2 separate regions of the Mus musculus genome follow, and region 1 is linked to region 2. Evidence: chromatin contacts called from public HiChIP or PLAC-seq data. All regions are on one chromosome and are shown on one strand. The core of a region is the stretch at or near the end of the contact, and the rest is flanking DNA. Distances in the headings are between cores, read along the strand shown.

What was found. HiChIP or PLAC-seq counts read pairs in DNA pulled down with a chosen protein or histone mark.
Region 1: an H3K27ac HiChIP or PLAC-seq map of extraembryonic endoderm stem cells shows a contact between it and region 2. The contact joins two enhancer-like sites. A contact is called at or near these places in 1 of 15 datasets of contacts at CTCF or cohesin (the NIH/3T3 cell line), 3 of 484 Hi-C or Micro-C datasets (embryonic stem cells and uterus), 3 of 115 datasets of contacts at active chromatin or transcription factors (bone marrow-derived macrophages, embryonic stem cells and extraembryonic endoderm stem cells) and 1 of 9 other capture datasets (embryonic stem cells).

Annotation. Positions count from the first base shown.
Region 1 is chr6:98,008,392-98,014,237 of GRCm38.p6, reverse strand. Mitf (melanogenesis associated transcription factor) reads right to left here. Exons shown (of 10, transcript NM_001113198.1): 8 at 3,768-3,843; 9 at 422-569. Among named protein-coding and RNA genes, the nearest start is that of Mitf, 200 kb to the right of the region's middle. Within about 2 kb of position 2,512, at least 1 of the 459 cell types and tissues checked has an H3K27ac peak or open chromatin away from gene starts, as enhancers often do. A contact at or near this core is called in extraembryonic endoderm stem cells, where this site is marked.
Region 2 is chr6:97,828,383-97,834,393 of GRCm38.p6, reverse strand. All of the region lies in intron 1 of Mitf (melanogenesis associated transcription factor), which reads right to left. Among named protein-coding and RNA genes, the nearest start is that of Mitf, 24 kb to the right of the region's middle. Within about 2 kb of position 1,278, at least 3 of the 459 cell types and tissues checked have an H3K27ac peak or open chromatin away from gene starts, as enhancers often do. A contact at or near this core is called in extraembryonic endoderm stem cells, where this site is marked.

The DNA.
Region 1 (5,846 bases), core at 1,263-3,762, 180 kb before region 2:
CAGCACGTTGTGACTTTCCTGGCTGTAAGAAGTATCTACATGCCTCGTATGATGCTTGGGGGTCAGGGTAAGATGAGAAGTCCCCAACCTAAGTGACAACACTATAAGGGAACGAGTCATTTAACAGTCTATAATTCAGAGGGCTGCCACAAAAAGCCCTTCACCTGGGCTTAGCCTCTGGGCAAAGAGCTGCAAGCAACTCAGATCTACTAACGGGTGCATGTCATCCAAGAGTGGTTGCAAACGTGCCATTGATAGTCTGGAATCACCAATAATGTTTTACCAGTAGGCAAACTCACAATTATGGGACCAACAAACAGAAAGGACTACCTATATTAAGACTGCCTCCAGCTCCCTTAGGGCTTACTACATCACCCTTCCTATTGTCCTGAAATCAGTTCACATGGCAGAGGGTGGATACCTGTACTCTGAGCAGCAGGTGCCGGTTCGCATGCTCCAGCTTCTTCTGTCGGTTTTCAAGGTCCTTAGCTCGTTGCTGTTCCCGTTGCAACTTCCGGATGTAGTCCACAGAGGCCTTGAGAATGGTTCCCTTGTTCCACCGCATGTCTCTGTGATAAAACAAGACAATGGACCCTTTCAGGAATTAGGAGTTCAAAGAAAATTCAGTATTTGACGTATAGTTGGAAAGGCAATTACAAATAAGTGATGGCTAGATCCCAATTAGTGCTCACCCCACATTGGCCACTGGTCCCTTATTTGGTATATAACATTTCACTTTCTCCTGACAAACACCTTACATAAGGTGGAGACATTGTGCAGATGTTGAAACCAGTACAGTACAATTTCATCTAGACCACAGACCTTTCACTAGGTGAAATCAATTATTTAATTTATGTGTGTGGATGACCATACCTTATGTATAAACTGTCTTAAACAGTTGTATATACCTGGAACTATAAAGACTTAGTCACTGGGATAGGATAAGAAGAACCAAAGGCCTGTGAGAACACACCACTTGTCTAAGGTGTGAAAACACCCTCTTCAATTTTCATCATGAATTATTATGGGCATTATCTAAGCTCACTCTGTATCCATTTTCTCATCTGTGAAATGATGTTACTATGTGCTTTTGAGCAGCCTTGTAAATGAGTAATTAAATCAAAGGAGATGCTTTATATGAACTTGAGAATATCATTCAATACTGGACCAAGTACTGTGTTTAAGTGTTTAACACAATCACGGCAACTGCCATGGTTAGAAACCTGGCCAGATACTGCCCTGGATTTCCAATATCAATGGTTGCCAACAGTGTGACTTTCAGCTTCTTCATTGTGGCACCAGTGTGCTAACTGTGGACAAAAGCTGATCTAACATAAGCCAGGGTCATCTGGGAAGAGGATACAGCAATTCAGAAAATGCATCCCTCTGATCGGCCTGTAGACACATCTGTGGGAACGTTTTCTTAATTAATGATGGTGGTAGGTTGGCCCAGACTATATGGGCTATGACACCTCTGGGAAGATGGTCCTGGAAATATTAGGACGCTGAACAAGCTTTGTAGAGAAAGTCAGCATTTCTGTACTCCTCTGCTTCGGTTCCTGCTTCCAGGTCCCTGCCTTGAGTTCCTTCAGTGATGGAGTATGATTGGAATACGAAAGCCAAGTAAAACTCCTCTTTCCCAAGATGCTTTTTTGTCAATATTTTTATCACAGCAGTGGAAAGCAAACAAGGACAAAGTTACAGTAAAAATCTTTGAGTAGCCCAGAACAAACCATGGAGAGTGAACTACATTTGTGGAAGTAATCTTTCCAGTCCCTTTAGTAGACAATTTGTACTGATGATGACTATAGTGATAAAATAAAAATCTCTCCGAGGTAAATAGAACCGTCAACCCCATCACCTACAGCGACTAAGAGCTGATCAGAAGTGTCATATGGAATAGGTGAGGAGCAGGCCATTTAAATGAGCCACCTGGTCACTGATCCTCATAGGGGCTGGCTGAGGAACAAAACAGGAATTCTCCAAGGAGAAGAACAGCTACAGCCTCCCCAGAGAAGACCCTGAGGTGGATCCCCCATATCTGAGCACCAAAAACGGCAGCCCAGGGAGGTGTCCCAAGATACTCAGAGTGAGCACTGGGACCAATTCTCAAGACTAAAAATTGAAAGCAACAAAAGCTGTAGCAGCCAGCCAGAAACACCACTGTAAGGGACCATGCCTTGTACAGGCCACCAAAGGGAGAAGCCAGAGCCAGGCTTCTCAAGCCGAGCTGTTGGCCACTCAGTTTTTCAAGACATACTTCTCTCAGGCATCTGGGGATATGTCTACTTGAGACTCAATTAATTATGTTCCTTGGCTAAATTAGATTCAAATGTTGTGTTTTGGGTAATTTAGAGGAATCTTTCTGCATGGGCAAGTCAGTAAATGCTGAAGTACACTCGTTCTAGGGAAGGAGCTGGGACACTAATCAGGTAAAGTGTGTCTCTATTTCAGTTCCAAGGCACAGTCCAAATACCCGGCTTGGAAAACCCACAGTGCAGTTTTATCTTAAGACAATGCCTGCCAAGCGATCTCCCTACCAGCCCCCTCTGTAAACACATAAGCCTTCCATTACAATGGAGGAGACATGTAAATCCAAGCTTACACTAGAGCGCGCCTTAATTTCATAATCTGTTACTGAAGAGATTTACACACTACAGTTTTAAAAGAATATGCTAAAAAAAGGGGGGAAAGGCTGATAAAGAAGAGGGATTGGGAATTCAATTTCAGCTCTCATGCAAGACTGACTGTAGGAAATGAAGGTCACAGCCCTTAGGAGGATGAATTTGTGCGGCACAATGGAGACGCTGGATGTCTCCAGCTTGAACACGCTTCTCCTTGAAGCCTGGGAAGCCAAAGTGTTAGAAGACAGAAATGGCTGCACATTTATCAAAACCACCTCACGATAGGTAATGGTTTTATTTTATTTTGCTACAAATTCCCCGACAATAATGTGAGTCGTGAATTTAATAAGCCTTGAATGAATAATGCCTGATTGCATCTTTACTTTTTATTAGATAGCTAAAAGGTCATATTCAAAGGCTAATTTCATAGAATGCCTGTGGGGGCCATTAAAATATATACATCCCCCCAGCTCTTCATCTCAAATGGGCCAGTTTCTAATGGATAAAAATTGTATATTTGTTGACCAGTTTGCTGACGTGGCAGATAACGTGGTAGGAAAGACTCGAAAATTATCTGTTAGCTATTATCTCCAAGAGAGGAGGCAGAGAGGACCAAAAACTGAAACAGAGATCAGCTGTAATTTGTAAGGGGATTAACCATTGCTTTCTCTCCTCCTAGATTGGTAAAACATACAAAGACTATGCACGTTTTCATAAAAACTACTGACCTTCTGCCTTCCCAGTATCATTGAACTTGATGTTTTCAGTGTCTGCTCATCAATGCCCATTTAGAGATGCTATGTAGTTGGGGTTCCTACATGCCACCCATCTTGCCTTAACAACTATTGGGATCATGTATGTGTGACCGTGAAAGCCTGCCTCAAGCCCCAAGCTCAAAATTTTCTGCTGAGTTCTCAGATGCCCATAAACTCTACTGCCCACATTCAAAGCTAACTATCTCAGCTCGTACAATTCAGTACATTTCTCTTGAAATTTTAGTTTCGTGAAATTAAGCAGAGGAAATGCTGAGAAAAGGAAGCGGGGGTGGGGGGGTGAGGGGAGAGAGAGTCCTTTAATTTCTCATATGAGAAAATGGAAAGGTGCGGAAGTAGATGATGCAGATGAACATGCGATTGTACTCACGGATCATTTGACTTGGGGATCAGAGTACCTAGCTCCTTAATGCGGTCGTTTATGTTAAATCTTCTTCTTCGTTCAACTTCAAGAAAAGAGCATGGGAAAGGGCCATTAGTGACTGAGGCACACCCGGTGTTCAGCATATCTCATTAAAGGCATGTGCGTACTGACGTCACCAGCCAGGACAATGGAAACTTGAGCCCACTTCACCCTTATCTTAGCGCATCTTCCTTTTGCTACTGGAGGGGAATGAACTTTTAAGAAGGGATGAGCTGCCTTTGGAGTCTCCTCATTTATGAAGCTCTTAGGCAGGCAATTTCCCACTTCATTCTACAACGGCCCTGAAACCAGGGCAGGGTGCTCAGTTGCACATCAAAATTGGGCACATCTGTATTGTACTTGTTTAACTAAAGAGAAAACAAATTTGTGCTCATAAAATGTGCACAGATCTGTAATGACACAATTAAAAAATACAGCAACAACAATTTAGCATAACCTGGGCAGCACACACCTGCTCATGCATAGCAACAGACTTACTTTGGATGCTGAAATTTGAATTTTACATAATTTTTCTGATCATAAGACATCACTCTTGTTTGGATTTCTTTTTAACCACTTAAAATAATAAAACATTTGGTTTTGCTCATGAGATATATAAAAACTCCTCTTCTAGCCCAGGACTGACAAAAATAAATAATACACATTACATGTGTAATTTTAGATTCCTTAGTGGCCAGGCTAAACTAGTAAAGGAAAAGACATTAAGTTAACTTTAATATTCCATTAAATCCATTTTCTATAGGCCATTATCATTTTAACAGGTAATGAATATAAAAAAATTAAATTAGAAGGTGCACATTCTTTTCTTCGCACTAAGCTTTCAAAATCAAAATATTTTACACTTGAGCATATTTTTGTGTGCAATGCTAGGGAACAATTCCAGGGCTTTGCACATGCCAGTCAAGTGTTTCACGGGCCAGCTCCCAGACCAGCACAGCCCAATCTGGACTAACTACAATTCAGATGCTCTAGGCATCAAATGGCAAGTAGCTACCACACTGGACAGCACACATCTATACCACACATCCTGCAAGCAGCCTCACCCTGTACTCTATACCCACCAGAACTATCACTCTCAGGTCCTCATCCTGTACTCTATACCCACCAAAACTATCACTTTCAGGTCCTCATCCTGTACTCTATACCCACCAAAACTATCACTCTCAGGTCCTCACCCTGTACTCTATACCCACCAAAACTATCACTCTCAGGTCCTCACCCTGTACTCTATACCCACCAGAACTATCACTCTCAGGGGATGGTGACCTAGTAAGATAGTAAATGTTCTCAATTTACCTAATCTAACAAATAAATTCCAAGTAAGTTAAGGTCTAATAAAATGGATTTACTTTCAGTGCCCTAACATTTTATTTATATTTGCCCCCTAATATTTTGCATATGTAGATAACTAATGCTATACATAATTTTCCCAATACAAATTACTATTTGCCTTAGCTGAGTAATTATTCCAATGATTAAATATAATATATTTATTTATATTATATATGCACACAAATATATATCCATACATAATGCTAATTCCTATTATTAGAGTTCTAGAAATATAAGAAACATACATAGAAACACTACATTAACAGTCAGTGGTGCTGATGAAGGGAATTTTAGACACGAGATGTCACAATTTTCAGCTTAGCTTTGCTGTACCTCAGGCTAAATGGTAACTTACCTCATTAGTATCGACATCCTTTCAAATGTCTAGGCTGGAACCCTGAAATTGGCGCCACACCATTCTTTCTTCCACCTCCGTCATCTATCATCTAATACCTTCTGTTGTTAAAATATTTCCTGACTCTGTGTTCTAGCAGTTCTCCTGCTTCCCGCTGTGGAACGCCACCCCTTGCCTGGGTTAGCATAACAGTCTTCACCGGCACCTGTGAGTCCCACGAGCCCACTGCACCCTCTACCATTTGACCAGGGGGAGGGACGTCAACCTGAACCTTGCCCCCATCACTTCCCATTTTATCCAAGGGAAAGTTAAGTCCTTGAGGAGTCCTACAAAGATCT
Region 2 (6,011 bases), core at 29-2,528:
GGTGGGAACAGTCATCTCTCCGGTGTGCACAGTATGCTCTGGGAACACTGAACTCAAAGCATCTCCGTCTTAGATGCAACTTCTCTGAGAGTCACCAACGAGTCTCATAGCTTCAAGGCCAAAGCCACTCAAAAAATTAGCTTCGGGTGTAAACAGAATGAAATCATTCCAAGATATTAACCTAACCACTGGATGTGTTTATTCTTCTGCTTAGAAAACCGAGCCAACCCTAAGGAATGGCATTGTTCCCCAGCTAGGTGACTCTGAATAATGAGGTAATTTCCTTCAAAGGTGATGAGATCTTCAGGATTCTCCGGAATGTGCATCTACATGGTAGGGCATTACCTGACCCCTTAAGGTTAAAACTATGCCAGAACGTTTCATAATTTCATGCAATATGCCATATATAGTATTATGTATATTATTAAAACACCATAATCTTTTCATAATAAATGTTATTGTGACAGAAAATAATGTATTTATACACATACACATGCACACACACACACACACACACACACACACACACACACACATATATATCAAATGAAAGTACACAGTTAAGTTTTAGTTCCAAACTAGGTTTCCAGATTTAGCAAATAAAAATATAGGCTATCTACCCATTTAAATTTAAATAAGCAATTTTAAAATTTAAGTATGTAATAATACATGTCACATACATTGAAAAAAATTCTGTTAAAAATTAAAATGTAATTGGATATCCACTATGTAGAACAGCAAACATATCCCTCACCCAGAAATTCTACGATTAAGTTTTAAGTTAAAGAAAAAAAACAAAAGCCAGGCATGGCAGCCATGTACTCAAGAGGTGGAGGCAAAAGTTGTCTAAAGTTCAAGGCCAGACTAGTCCACATACTGAGTTCCGGTCTAGTTAGGGCTATATAACAAGATCCTAACATACACACACACACACACACACACACACACACACACCAAAGAAAAGCACATAGTAGCAAGTGTATTTCATAAAACACTAATTTTCAGATAAAACAAAATACCAGTCAGACAGCATTCATTACAGGATGTTCGAGAAAGCCCAACACAATGAGGTTAAGGAAGATGGCTGAGTAAGGAATACTGAGAATGAATTAAGTGCCAGGTATTGTGTTAAACCCTTATGCATATAATCCCATGTACTATTATCATCTTCATTGTTATCATTCTACAGATAAGACAGTTAAGAGAACACACTGCTCATTGTCACACAGCAGTAGAGCAGGCATACAAACCCAGGCAAGTTGAACAATAGAGCTTACGTGCTTAACCACCACCTTATTTGACAAGTGAAGGAACAGAGGGCCCTAATCATCCCCCTAGACTCACCCAGCTACTTACCAATGCAGCTGAGATTCAGACCTCAAATGAGCTGACTCCACAGCTCTTACAGCAACAGGCTTCTGCCTTTACCAATCATGTGCATTGGGAGAGGCAGACTCCCTGGACAAATCTGCAACATCTCCTTGTAGTGATGCTTTACCTTGCTAGGAATCCGTATCATTCAGTCAGCTGGGTCTGAACTCTGTATTATAGACAATGCTGGCCTGGATGGGGACCTTGGAAGACTTTTATTTGGTGGAGAAACTGATTGCCGTGTCTGTACCAAAACATCTCTTTACAGTAGATCACTTCTCTGATCTGTCAGTCTTACTGCCCCAAGGCCGGTTCATGCGCCTCCATGTAAATGCCAAGCACTGGCAACAACAAGGAACACAGGCAGGAAAGCAGCCACCAAAGCTGCCTTCAAGGTCCACAAGATCTGAGACTTTCTTCTTAGACTGCAGACTAAAATGCCAGGGCCATTCCACACAAAGTATGGGGAAATGTCTAGAACTTTTCCTGGAACAGATTTGCCTATGGAGTCACCAAATGCTCTATTGTAGGCCCCCTGTGCAGGCACATAAGCATATGCAATGCAAGGCATGGGCCTTATCTGCTTACCTAACATCACCTTCCAACTCTTGTCATTGAAGCAAGCCACCAGCCTATAAATTATCTAAAGGAAAGAAACGAGTGCGGGACAAGACGGACTAGTAGAATGTTGATCATTGACCCCATCCAGAGCTCAATGACTGTTCTCCTCTTGGAACAGAGGCTTCCAGAGAGCAGAAACCATGTCTGCTTTACTCACAGGCTATTCCCCATGCTGGGTACAGAAGAGGCTCCTGACTATGTGATGAAGGACTCAGTAGACGAAAGGATGAGTGGTTGCTTAACTATGACCAGTAAGCAGCACGCCATCCTCACTTCTGGCCTCACTGCCTTCAAACTGAAATGGAGGATTTCACCCTCTTGCAATCATCACCCATCTTCATGGAGGCACACCACATATATCTTGTCATTTCTCACAAAGAAGATTCATCTAGAAGAGTGGTCCTCAGCCTGTGGGTCACAACCCCTTTGGAGGTCCAGGGACCCTTTCACAGGGGTCACATATCAGATATCCTGCATATCAGATATTTACATTACAATTCATAACAGTAGCAAAATTACAGTAGTGAAGTAGCAATGAAACAACTTTATAATTGGGGGTCACCAGAACATGAGGAACTGTATTCAAAGGTCACAACCTTAGGATGGTTGAGAACAGCTGGACCCTCCAAGTGGAAAGTCCAGCATTGTCCCTTACCTACACAGCTCCAGCCACGCTCAGCGAAGCTCGAGTCACGCTGTGGGGCTTCCACCCAGAATGATTTTCTCTCATTTCATGGGCAATACCCTTTCAGTGATAAAGTCAGGCTCACTCCTGCGAGGAGACTTTTCTTCACATGCCATGGCCCCCCAGAAGAGCAGGCTTTTCCATCTTTTAGACCCAAAGCAACAATTACAGATTTCGAATCATCATATTTATGCCATAGTGAGTTGCAGGAAGACAGATCCAGTGTCTTCAGGGCAGACATGTTAGCCCTGGCCTGGACAGTCCAGAATGCAGCAGCTGTCAATGATCACATGTTCCATGCACAGAAGGGATTCAAAGGAAAAAGGCGAGACTGTGGATCTCATCACCTCTTGATATCTTCCTCCTCTAGAGAAATACTGGCTGTGCCTACTGATTAAGCTGTATATATACATGCTGATAGTTCAAGTCAATCTAAAGGAGAGGCCAATAGTGTATACTGCTGCCCTCGCTGTTGACTAAGTCAAAGCCTGCTGACCTGCAAGTGTCACAAACTGCTGCTGACTTGTTACAAACAAAGAAAGCCGCAAGGTCAAAGATCCATCATAAGAAACCTTAGAAAGAAGGCTTCTGAGAGAGCGCCTGGCTTCATTTCCCCAAGAAGTGGAGTGGCATAAGCTGGAAGCCATAAAGGACCCCAGGCAGGTGAGAAAGAGGTTCTCATTTCCTACCAAAGAGCAGCATGTGCCTTGCCCAGTCATTCCATCCCTGATCTATTCCTTCCCTTTCACTGGACAAAAGAGACTGACTCCTCATAGACACTAACCCAGGGTCCCACAGTTAGTTATGAAACAGCTGATCCTACAACCAGGCTTCCCAATGCATGCATGCATTCAACATTCACTCAGGAATTACTAGGTATACCATGGTGCTATTTGTGGGGATAAAATAAACCATGCATGATCACCAATATAGTGAAATGAACAGTTCACTTGATGCTTAATCTATAGTTCCTCTTATGACGTCCAAAATCTCAATTCAAACATCACTGCCACTATCAGAGGGAATGCTCCCTAACTATATACAGATCTCAAAGCAAAAAGACTCCCGGAGGCTCAACAAAGATGCTTTATCCTAAGAATCTTGAATTGATGCTCAATAGTTCTTAAAATAATCAACTACTATTTCATCCTCCTAAGCTAAATCTCTTTATCTTAAAATTAAACTAACACGATTTGGTGAAAGCTAACAGAAAAGCTCCCGTCACCAGCTCATAGCAAACACTCAAGGAGTACACATGACTTCCATCTGCAAGTCTGCTGTTGAACCTTGCTTACCACCCCACCCCTCTAAAAGGAAAGAGAGAGAGTGAAATGGATTAGTGAGAAAATGAACTGTGAAAGGGAATACTCTAAAATCTGAAGATGTCTTAAACAAGAGGAAAAATAAAAATCAAAGGAAGCCAATGTCCCAAGTTAGAAATATTTACATATCTGTAATTTTCACTTTAGAGTTTCTATTTTGATTCTGTGGAGTAAACATGGTATTTCAAATGCGCATTGGTTTGCGTAATTCCCAAGCACCAAGGAACACTTATTTCCATAAAGTTAAAAAAAAAAGGCATATTCTAGTCTTTCTTTAAACGGGACACCAGAAAACAAAACTAATTCTGTAGACAAACAAGTCTTAGCTAAAAGTCATTGAAATAATCCAAATAGTTTCCATTCCAGAGAAAATAGTAAGTCAGCAGTTTGCAAATGGATGCTTTTTCTAAACACACGAAATAAGCAAAAACCTCAACACAGGAAAGTGCAAATGCTGAACCCTTCTATTTCTGCTTCCATGGGGCTCAGTTCAATCAATAGAGCCAAACAGGGCATGGCCATCCTGGATGCTCACTCCAGGTGGCAGCCACACAGCCCTCTCCAAAGCCTGGGGAATTCCCAGGACAGGTTCTTGGAGCCATCGCTCAAGCCACCAAACAAGAGGTAATGAGAGCCTAAAGCCCAGCAACTAGCTACTAGAGATGGGAGTGGAGACAGAAGAACAAATGTGTGCTGGTGGTAAACGAAAGGAGAGAGTGAGGGCGTCAGAAGAGAGCACACCTCAAGGAGCAAAGGCTCTGAAAACATCAGTAAACAAATTAGAACTTCCACCTCAGACCAAAAACAGTCTAGAGCTGGCAAAAGACATTGAGCAAAAACACTCTATATAAGGAAACTTACTTAAGGGAAGTTGTCTGAAACGCTTCACCCAGGAGAAAAGACGGGTCCAATGGTCCAACCTGTTAGATCCTGAGTGAGGACCAGGCTGGGGTTATTGAAGGTCATGCCAGAGCTCCATCCTAGGGGCTACATTATCTCTGGAGTAGCAGAGAAAGAAACTTGAAAGTTGCCTTTTGAACTCTTAGACAGAATTTGCTTCCAAGGTCCTAACCTCCCCAAGGACTTAGAAGGACAATAATTAGTCCAGAAAGAAGCAAAATGAGGAAGTGGTATACTTTTACGATTTCTGTTAATTCCTAGCAGCTGTAATTTAAGAAATCTGAGTGACATCAGCATTTCTGTCTGAGCCAGCAAAGATGACAGCAGTGTAAGTGCAGAGTCATCTCTGGGGGGGGGGGGCGGGGGGAGAGGAACCAGGGGGCGACTGGGGAACGTATCAGAAAACGTGGAAAATTAATTCACTTTGCAGTGAATCACTTCCCCAGCTTCCAACACCAGCAGTGCCAAAAATAACATGAGAAAAAGTGGGAAAGGAAGCGTACGCACTCCAGACCTGATCAAATGAGCCCTAGAAACTTCAAAGAGTGGTCACTGAAGCAAGTGAACTCAACGTTTCTGAACAAACATTAGCGATCCAGTCACTTCTGAGCAGCAAGAGAAAAAAAATCTAATATTAAATAATGATGTCCTAACACACACACATACACACACACACACACACACACACACACACACACTCGCAAGTAGAAGCAGTAACTAGGATACACTCCCTGGTCACCATATGTGTTATTATGCTCTGGTTAACATCTGGATATTACCTTCTGGAAGAGAGGCATCGAGTCAATTCCATGGTCTCTTTTCTCTTCACCCGTAGAGGAATCAGCTGGTGGGAAAATCACTTACATGTTTTCAAGCTGTCTTCATTTTAGGTTCAAGAACAGACTGGAAATCAGTCTGAGATCCCAAGGTAAAGGCTTATTTGATTCTTACTCAGGCCAGAATCAGAAGGAAAAAACAACAACAACAACAACAACAAAACCCACAACCATGCTAAATACGAACTACCAAACAACTTATGGAAGAAAGACGAAAACACTCACCAGGGCCACCCTGGCCCTTTGGCTGAACATAGAGTCTACACAACCGGCTCA